Regions from separate parts of the Sus scrofa genome. Here region 2 is linked to region 1. A link is a contact called in public HiChIP or PLAC-seq data. All regions are on one chromosome and are shown on one strand. The core of a region is the stretch at or near the end of the contact, and the rest is flanking DNA. Distances in the headings are between cores, read along the strand shown. Region 1 has its middle 16 kb from the start of JAM3. Region 2 overlaps JAM3 (junctional adhesion molecule C).

Region 1 (5,399 bases), core at 145-2,644:
GCATAGAGTTTAATATTTAGAGGTATCCCTTAAAGGCAAAGAAGTGAAGCATACCACTTCCAAATCAGTAGAGCAGGTGAAGGGGTATCTGGCAAAGGCTTGGATGCCAGGCTAAGCCATTTGGATGGTGTTCCCAGGAGATGGGGACCAGGGAAGGCTCTCTAACAGGGGAGCTAGCCCCATCTTACACCCTCAACACACCTAAGGGAGAATTAACCCCTTACTCTGTGTCCAAAGTTTCTTGGAGGCATCTCTGAAAGAGCATCTATCATAGTATCTCATGTAACTGTCTTTCTTCTGGACTGTGAACGTCTAAAGGGAAGAAACATTCCATAAATCTGAATTAATGACCTTTTATGAGAGCGGGGAGGGTCTTAAACTAGTGAGATTTCTGTGAGTAGCAGAGGGTGCTGGCTCTGTCCTCCAAGCTTCTGTCCCCTCCCTCAGGTGGCTGGCCACCCCTCTTTGAAGGACTCTTCCTGAGGCCCCCAAAACTCTCTATCCTCCACCCCAGTGCCCCAGAAGTCAGTGTCCCAGGGTGGGGAGGTGAACGAAGCCTGGCTCCTTTGCCTTACCTCCAGGCATCCCTAAGGATTGGGCTGGGACCTTGCCTAAAATGCTCCCTTTCTCTCTTTTCCATGACGAGCTCCCCACCCTCTCAGGGCAATTTCCTCACACAATTCCTCATCATCTCATCTCAGGTCCGGCCAGGGGTCCCCAGTCACAAAGCGCTGGGATCTGGGCTAATGGAATCCTGGCTCTGCCTTGGCTGTCTGCCTGGGAAGTTCCCCTCTCTCCAGTTCTTTTATATTCTTCCTTCCCCCCGCCACTCCACCCTCCTCTTTTCCTTCCTCCAGAAGCAAATAAGCTACCCTCTTCCAGGGTCGGGCTGGGCTGAGAGCGAAGACCCCCAGAGTGGGCCGCTGAGAGGTCAGTCCTGAGTTAAACCTTCCCAATTCTCTGCATTCGTTTTCCTAATACTTTTGTGCGACTCGCAGGGTCTCCGGTCCCTCACAGGTGCTCTGTGATGATCTACATGAAAGGACAGACACGAATGCAATGGGAAGAAGGAAAAACTAAAGGCAGACGTGCAAACGATGAGTATTCTGTCCAGCGGCCACCTCCTGGCGAGACGGTCCCATCGGTGTGGACGCTCGGCTGCCGGCGGTGGAGAGGGAGTGGGGGCGGGGGAGGGGCGCCGGGAGGGACACCGGTCCCTCTGCAGGGCTGGGAGCACCAACGGCGTGCGGAGGATTAGCCATATGCCACTTAATTCCCGTTAATCAGGATTGAGGGGAGCTTGAGCTTGTAAGTAATGGCTGAGCCGCCGTCCGGTTGGTGTAGGCTCCGCCCCGCATTCCCACAGCCTTAGCTGGCTCCTCTCAGCTTTCCTCCCCTCCAGGCTTGCCCCGCCCTATCTCCTGAGCTTCCACCCTCATCAGGCTCCTTGGTCCACACCGTCCTCTACTGCTCCTTTCACCTCTGCAATTAGGTCCTTCCCTCCTCCTGCAGGTCTCCCATTTTTAAACACACGCAGCACCCCCCACTTATAACGTCTGTTCTTGCAGCAAGCACCCTGTCCCTTGGCTGACCTGCGAAGGCCAAGCTCAAAAGGCAGCCCTTCCTGGCTCCTGGAGACGGGCGTGTCTTCTCACACTCCCTGACCTCACACTGATTCCAAGCCTGAATCTCTCTCTCCTCAGAGCTGAGGACAGACTGTCCCAGGTTCTCCTCCTCCAAGTCTACCTCCCCCCAGGGGAGTTCAGAGCCAGCGTGGAAACTAGGTCCCAGCCAAGGTTAAACGGTGCTCAGGCCTCACCCTGTGTGGGGTTGTTGTTGCCTCTGCATCACGCTGTGTCTGCCCTCTCGGGATGTGCACCTGTGCGTATGTGCACAGGTGAGCACACAGGCATGTGTCTACCCTTCCACGTGGAGAAATGCCTGTGAGATAAATGTACATGGACTGCATGCTTAGCCAGTGTGAGGAAGCGTGGGGAGGTGACATGTTGGGGGGAATGCGGGGCTAGAATGAGGATGGACCTGTGTGTGCAGGTGTAGGTCTGAGTGTGTTTTGCAGAAAGCTGTATGTGTGTGTGTGGGGGGGGGGGTCTGGAAAATGACATTTGTGGAAATGCATATTTAACTACAGAAATGGAGGTGGGAGAAGTGTTTGATTGTGTGGACTTTGTGAAGGTTGGGTTCTGGATGAAAATCAGAGAGGACACTTCTTAGAAGCATCCAAACTCTCTCATGATAACCCCCTAAAATGTCTGATTCTGCGGCAGCAGCAAACATCCAGGGTTTGGCTTCCCTCCAAGAACCGGCTTTGTTTCCAAGAAGCTTGTTAGACTAAGGGAAAAAATCACCCTTGACCCTGCCCTCCCCCATGGGCAAACCCCAAGGAGACACACCCACACCTCCAGGCTCCCCCCTCCAACCCCGCCAAGAGCCCTCCCACCTGAGTTCTCACCTGAGGAGGTTCGAAGAACAGGATCCCACCGCCCGGTCCCATGGCTGACAAAGGAGATGAGAAGAGCAGAGAGCAGCGCTGGTCTGGTCTTCCTCACGCTCTGACCCTGCTGCCAAGCCCACTGCAGCCCTCTCGGGATGTCGTCCAGCCCGCCTGGAGCTGCAGGTGTCGGCGACCAGCTGCCAGCCTCAGGGCACCACCTCGTGGCCACTCTTGCCATCACAGTCCTTACCCACCGACTCAGCCCTAATTCCAGACACGGACTTTAAGTCCAGGTTTGCTGTTTGGGTTGCAGGGCGAGGTGTCTGTGGACCATTTCAGTAGGTTAAGAGCTCACAGTGGCAGACACACACATGAGGATGGGGCACAGAACAGAAAGGGTTAACCCTGAAAACCAGGGTTAGTGCTCTGGGAGGGGTGAAGAAGAGAAAAGGGACCAGCTAGAGGAATTCCGGATATTTCAGACTGGCCAAGGCAAGACCTTAACCCAGGCAGTTAGGGTTAAGTTTGATCTTTAAGACATCTTTACAAGCGAATTAATTAATATTTGATTACAGAACCATGAGCTTTTTTTTTTTTGAGGGTGAGTAGCACTGGCTATGTGAGAAACAACACAGTGACATTGGTGGGGTCCGAAGGTAGCTGTCCTTTGAATGGATATTGTTTGCTTTGGTGGGGATCTGGCCTCCCACTCTGTGGGGAATTTCGTGTTCCTTGGGCTCAGCCTGGCCCAGAACTTGGCAAGATCTCTGGGGTGTTCTTTTTGTCACCAGCCCGGGTAGGAGGGTGGACGGGTGGGAGGGGAACCGTTTTGGGAAAGAGTGTTGGGGAGTGTTTGTGTGTGCGATGAGTCAAGTCCTGGAGCGAGGAGCCCTAGTCTCTGCCCCCCTCTCTGTGGGGGTCGTTCTCACCACTCCGAGGGGGTGGAGGGCCACCAACTGTCTTTGGAAAGTTTTCTTAGTCATGCTTCTACCAAGTCAGCTGGAGCTTATGTAATGGGCCTCCGCTCTACAGACAACAGGGCCTGATGGGTCAGAATGGCTGCCCTCCCAGCAGGACCTGACTGCTCCAGCCCCTCCTACCTGCCCAGCCAGGTGACAGTGTCCCCTGAGGAAGTAGCACTTTGGCATCTATTCCCCCTGAAAAAGGGTTTAGGTCATGTTCATGAGCCCAATGGAGATACTTTTCTTTCCTTCCTGTTAATCCAGCATCAGGCAGCAGGGGGAGGCAGGGATGAGAAAGAAAGGGCCCCCATAGTGCCCTCGGACTCCCCACATCTGCCCCAGCCCCTGTGGCAGGTGACGGCAGGGCGACTCCCTGACCCCCCGCTGTTAGCAGGGCTGCCCTGTCTCTGGTCTCCTCTGGCTTCACTCTCCAACTGTCCAGGCAGAGGGAGATGCAGCTTTGGGTTTCCTGTCTCTGACACCAGAGTCAGTTTGCCTGTCACAACACAGTCCTGTCAGAGAGCCCCAGATAAGGCTTCAAGTGGTTGTGCAAACAGAGGGGGGAGGAGGGGGAGGGAGGGCTGGGAGCTGGTGACTGGCTTGGCTGAGGGATAAGAGACACAGGCCCTGAGAGAAAACAATGCTCAGGGCCCATGGAGTTGTGGGGCCTTCCATAGGCTTCTGCAAGGCATCCGGAGGCTCCTGGAAAAGCCCGGCTTTGCTGTCCTTTGCTACTTGCTGGAAGGAATGTACTCTTTCTTGTGCCTCAGGTTGAAGGGACTGTGGCTGGAAGCTTCGGAAAAGATGGGAAAGTAAGAAAGTGTGTTTGCTGGGGTGACACCATTGCAGCATCTGGCCCACCGGTCTCCAGAACAAGAGGGAGTAACAATAAGCTGGAATATGAGGATGAATTTCCTGATGGTGAGGACGGCCACTCTGGCCCAGTGGCTTGGAAGGGACACAGTTCTGGAAAGTGAGTTATAAAATCAGGCTTTTAGTCAATGAGCTTATTGTAGGAAAGAGTGAGAGCTTGGCAGAAGGGCACAGTGTAGCTAGCTGGTGGGTCAGAGTATGTGGTGGTTTGTGGGAGCCCCCAGCCCTTCATGACCCCTCTGCCTCCCTGCCCCCGCCACCTCCTGGCCTCAAGGTGAGGCAGTTTCTTGTCTTTCTTTTTTCTTTTCTTTCTTTTTCTTTTTTTCTTTTGTCCTTTTAGGGCCAAACCCGCGGCATATGGAGGTTCCCAGGCTAGAGGTCTAATTGGAGCTGTTGCTGCCGGCCTACGCCAGAACCACAGCAACGTCAGATCCTAGCTGCATCTGTGACCTACACCACAGCCCACAGCAATGCCGGATCCTTAACCCACTGAGTGAGGCCAGGGATCGAACCCCCAACCTCATGGTTCCTAGTCAGATTCGTTTCCGCTGCACCATGATGGGAACTCTGCAAGGCAGTTTTATGGGAGCCAGAGGCCACCCTGAAGCCAGGTGGAGGAGCCAGAAAGAAGGAACTCGAGGGGCCCTGAAGTGAGTGGGACCAGCTGAGAAAGAGCTGGGAGGGGGCAGAGAAAGGATGGAGGACATGCCTGCACGGTCCAGGTGTGACTGGGGACATGTGCCTCAGTAGAAAACATCAGCCTCCCCTCTGCCTGGGTGCCTGGAGGCACGATATGTACAAAGAACTTTCGGGGTCCTTATGAACAAAAGCTGGGGAGACCCGGGAGGGAAGGCAGGAACAAGGAGGAGGAGAAGAGGGAGAGGGGACAGAAGTTCCCTTGCGCACCAGCAGGGGCCAGACAGGGACAGTGGGCAGGGCCCAGGGCTACAGCCCTGGGCCTGGGCGGAGGCAGAGCTGAGTCAGGATTTCTGAAGTGAGCCCTTATTTCAGGCTGCCGTGGAGCTGGGCGAGCCCCCAATTTCTGGAATTTCAGGCCCTCCTGCCTTATCTGCAATTTGGGGACCTAATCCAACAGGTTATGTAGGGCTTGG
Region 2 (4,978 bases), core at 843-3,342, 88 kb before region 1:
GTAGCTCGGGGGCCGCCAGACAGAGAAACGGGGTGGACACAGGGTCTCTTTGTGGAGGGGAAGAAGTGCTGGAATTTGACATTGTGGTCACATTATCTTTGCTGAATGTATTAACCCAGTACACACTTCAAAACAGAATATGAATTACTGTATCTCAATTAAAACACTTAAAAGACATAGTAACTCTTTTCAAAGGATTAAGATCCCAGGCAGTGACAAATAGGGAAGGAATTCGAAAAAAAATTGACACAAAAATGAGGACTGAATTATTACTAAACCTGCCAACTGGTGACAAGTATAGGAAAGATTTACCAGAACGTAATAACCACAGCAAAAGGCTCGTGATAAGAGGACGAACATTTCCAAAGGTGCTTTCTACGGGGAAGGCTGTCATCTGGTCGTCATCGGGGTCAGAATGTCCACCATATGAGGAAACAGTCAAGACAAATCCGCATAAAGCAGGAGACCATGAGCTTCAAGCTTTTGTCCAGGCCTCTAATTTGTATGGTACGGACCCCTCCCCTTTCCCCTCCAAGAGGAAGGTGTTTAATTCCCAGAAACACATTCCCACCCGGTCAGGGCTCATCAGGAATCGCCCAATGAGGCTGCCAGAGAGTAACAATTCCATCTCTACAAAAAATGAGAGGCGGGGAGGACACTGTGGGAAAACAAAGCTATTTCTAAGAGCCCATGACCCCTGATGATGTGGGGGAGCTGAGGCAGAAAGGTCAGGGGCTTCGGTTGTTTCCACAAAGCCTCCCTCCCTTCCCTGAAACCTCCAGTCAGTTCTCAGAGGGCCTGTGGTGGCCTTCTGCCCCATCACCTCTGAAGCTGTGCTGACCCCCTCACACACACTGCTCCCTGGGAGTAACCGCCCCACCCCATCTCAGCTCCTCTCAGCTCTCTCCACATGACCCTGGCCTCACTCCTGGCCTCTGCAGAAGAATCCCGAACTGGGCCCTGCCCTGCAGAGCAACCACCTCGGTGTCCTGGGGAGAGCTTTCAAGCGCCTGGGGCCTCAGTTCCTGCCCTCGCCTGGCTCACAGCTGAGCCTGCGGTTCCTCCTAGAAGCTCACTTTGCTTCCACTCTTCTGCATGTGCTCCTGGCCCAGCCCCTGCCTGCAGCCCCCGCCTGACCAGCTCACCTCCCTTGACACCTCCGCCTGGATGGCACTCCTGGGGAAGCATCCCCTGACCACTGAGCTGCCCCTGTCATGCGAGGGTGCTGACATCCAGCTGACTGCCTTCCTAGGAGGAGCACAGTGGACACTGCTTTCCTCCTGCTGCTCCGTAGGGTTCATTATAAGTCATTTAGCTTATAATGTTGTGGGTCATGATGGGGAAGTGGCATAGGAAAACCTTCCTCTGATACCTCAAAATGATGGCTGCATGTGGGCTAAAACTCTAACTGACAAAGTGATATTTACTGAACCAGGTGACACGTTCAGGGAGGCTCCCTTCACCATTCTCACTACTGCAAGCTTGAATTTTCCATAAGTAAAACAAGACAGAAAACCAATCCTGGCCACACACACAGGTCCAGTCAGAGCAAAGTCTTGGCCACAAATGCATGCCTGGGCCTTCTGTACAAAGGAAAGGACCACAGGATCATACCCTGAATTTTGTTGTCAAAAAACACATATGAGGTTTGTTCATCTTGAATTTTCTTCCATTCAATCCTGGGGTCATTTGTCTGTGAATCCGTAATGATACAAGAGAGTTCCACACCTAATGAGAAGAGGAAAAAAAGAACTCTTAGTGTTTGTGGAGCAATGTTAGGTTAACTTGTATACTCAGACCCTGCAAGCTACATCTATTTAGGTCTGTCCTGCAGTTTAAAAATCTAGCTAGCTCCAGGCTCCAAGAGACTTTAATTTTAGCCAGAAAAACAATTAAGATGATTAGCAGAGACTTTTACTAAAGAGAGTACATGCTTCCCCTGATATATATTCTTGTATATAAGAATGTTGTTGGTTGTGTAAATGCAAAGCTAGGCCAGGAATCAGAGTTTAGCCAACAGGAAGCCTGCAGAGCTCCCCAGAGGCTACTGAAGCAGTGCTATCCTGGCACCGTGTCCGCTAAGAAACCCCACCCCCACCTCCAGCTTTTGGACATGAAACATCCGTGGGCCTCTGTCCCTCACTGGCTGCAAGTCTACCAAGTAGTGCCCATTCGCTGAATGCCTCCCTAGTACTTACTTTCAAATTCCTGTACCACTGGGTTTCGGTTGCTGGATTTGAGATTCACGGCCCCTGTCAAGCAGCCTGAAGGAAAAAAGAAAAGTAAAATCAGAGACGATACAACTCTAATATAGCAGAGAACCCACAACCAAAGTCAGATTTTCCCTTCACAGAGGCTACAATCACTAATCACAGAGGATAGAAAAATATCACATTTCAAACAAAGTCGCTTAGACACAGCAGGGTGATTGCTTCCCTCAGTCTGAACCTCACTGGAAGGAACTCCAAGGAAGAGAAGAATTCTCAGAGTGCACTTTTCTTCTTAGTCCCAGAACAAACCTCCTAGAGTTTTCAAAACTCTTCCTCTAAGAATGTACTTCATTACAAAGGATTGTAAGAGGATATTACAAACAGCTATACACCAAAAAACTGGAACACCTAGAGGAAATGGACAAATTCTTAGAATCATACAACTTTCTAAGACTGAATCATAAAGAAAATCTACTCTTTGACATAAATCTCAGGAATATTTTGTTTGATCCTTCTCATAAAATAATGACAACAAAGACAAAAATAAACCAATGGGACCTAATTAAATTCAAAAGCTTTTACACAGCAAAGGAAACCATTAAAAAAATGAAAAGACAACCCACAGAATGGGAGAAAATCTTTGCAAATGATGCAACTGACAAGGGCCTAATCTCCAAAATATATAAACAGCTTATACAACTCAACAGCAAAAAAACAAACAACCCAATTAAAGAATGGACAGAAGACCTGAATAGACATTTCTCCAGAGACATACGGATGACCAGCAGGCACATGAAAAAATGTTCAACGTCACTAATTATTAGAAAAATCCAAATCAAAACTACAATGAGTTACCACCTCATGCCAGTTAGAATGACCATCATTAACAAGTCAATAACAAATGCTGGAGAGGATATGAAGAAAAAGGAACCCCCCTTCACTGTTGGTAGGAATGTAAACTGGTACAACCACTATGGAGAACAATACCGAGACACTTCAAAAAACTACATATAGAACTACCATATGATCCAGCAATTCCACTCCTAGGCATATATGCAGACAAAACTTTCACTGAAAAAGATACATGCACCCCTATATTCATTGCAGCACTATTCACAATAGCCAAGATATAGAAATGACCCAAATGCCCATTGGATGAATAGATTAAGAAGATATGGTACATACATGCAATGGAATACTACTCAGCCATAAAAGAGGACAAAATAATGCCATTTTCAGCAAGATGGATGCAACTAGACAGCCTCATACTAAGTAAGTCGAAAAGAGAAAGACATCTACCATGTGGTATCACTTATACATAAAATCTAAAATATGGCACAAATGATCCTATCTGCAAAACAGAAACAGATCACGGACATGGAGAGTAGACTTGTGTTTGCCGGGGCGGGGGGGGCGGCAGGAAGAGGGAGTGGGATGGACGGGAGTTTGGGGTTGATAGATGCAAACTACTACATAAAATGGCTAAGTAATGGGGTCCTACAGTACAGCACAGGGAATTATGTCCAATCTCTTAAGTTAGAACATGATGGAAGACAGTATGAAAAAAAGAATGTGTATATATATGTATGTATAACTGGGTCACTTTGCTACATAGCAGAAATTGAAGGAACACTGTGAATCAACTATACTTTAATATAAAATTAAAAAGAAAAAAGAAAATATAAATAGACTGATCACTAGTAAGGAGACTGAAACAGTAATAAAACCTCCCCCTAAGCAAAAGTCCAGGACCAGACAGCTTCACTGGTGAATCCTGCCAAATATTCAGGTTCGGCAATAAAAAAAAAAAAAAAAGGAAAAAAGAAAATCCTAAAGACTCCACCAAAAAACTATTAGAAGTAACAAATGAATTCAGTAAAGATGCAATTTACAAAATCAACATCTAGAAATCTGTTGTATTTCCAAACGTTAATGATGAGCTAGCAGAAACAGAAATTAAGAAAACAATCCCAGGAGTTCCCTGTGGCACAGTGGGTTAAGGATCCAGTATTATCACTGCAGCAGCTCAGGTTACTGCTGTGGTACAGGTTCGACCCCTGGCCTGAGAACTTTCATGTATTGTGGGTGCAGCCATAAAAAGAGAAAACAATCCCATTTACAATAGGAACAAAAAGAATAAAATACCTAAGAATAAATTTAACCAAGGAGGTAAAAGAACTATACACTGAGAACCATAAGACGTTGATTTTTGTTTTTGTTTTGTTTTTGCTTTTTAGGGCTGAAAGTGAGGCTTATGGAAGTTCCAAGGCTCGGGGTCAAATAGGAGCTACACCTGCCAGCCTACACCACAGCCACAGCAATGCAGATCCAAGCCACATCCTTGACCTACGCCACAGCTTGCTGGATCCTTAACCCACTAAGCGATGCCAGGGACTGAACCTGCCTCCTCATGGATATTCGGCAGGTTCATGTTCACTGGGCAACAATGGGAACACTCTAAGACATGGTTGAAAGAAAGTGAAGAAGACACAAAAAGTGGAAAGATATTCTGTATTCATGGACTAAAAGAATTAACATTGTTAAAATATTCATATTACATGAAGCAACCTACAGATTTAGGGTAATCCCTATCAACATCCCAAGGGCATTTTTCACAGAAATAGAAAAAAAATTCTAAAATTTATATGGGACCACAAAAGATTCCAACTAGCCAAACAATCCTAAGAAAAAAGAAAAAAACCTAGAGATATCACACTCCCTGTTTTTAAACTATATTATAAAGCTGTAGTACTCCAAACAGCATGATA

What was found. HiChIP or PLAC-seq counts read pairs in DNA pulled down with a chosen protein or histone mark.
Region 2: a contact with region 1 is called in an H3K27ac HiChIP or PLAC-seq map of skeletal muscle. The contact joins two enhancer-like sites. A contact is called at or near these places in 3 of 47 Hi-C or Micro-C datasets (embryonic fibroblasts and skeletal muscle) and 1 of 2 datasets of contacts at active chromatin or transcription factors (skeletal muscle).

The regions. Positions count from the first base shown.
Region 1 is chr9:60,610,691-60,616,089 of Sscrofa11.1, reverse strand. No RefSeq gene overlaps it. Among named protein-coding and RNA genes, the nearest start is that of JAM3, 16 kb to the left of the region's middle. Within about 2 kb of position 1,394, at least 40 of the 83 cell types and tissues checked have an H3K27ac peak or open chromatin away from gene starts, as enhancers often do. A contact at or near this core is called in skeletal muscle, where this site is marked.
Region 2 is chr9:60,699,540-60,704,517 of Sscrofa11.1, reverse strand. It overlaps JAM3 (junctional adhesion molecule C), which reads right to left. Exons shown (of 9, transcript XM_021063173.1): 2 at 2,199-2,264; 3 at 1,615-1,728. Among named protein-coding and RNA genes, the nearest start is that of JAM3, 73 kb to the right of the region's middle. Within about 2 kb of position 2,092, at least 6 of the 83 cell types and tissues checked have an H3K27ac peak or open chromatin away from gene starts, as enhancers often do. A contact at or near this core is called in skeletal muscle, where this site is marked.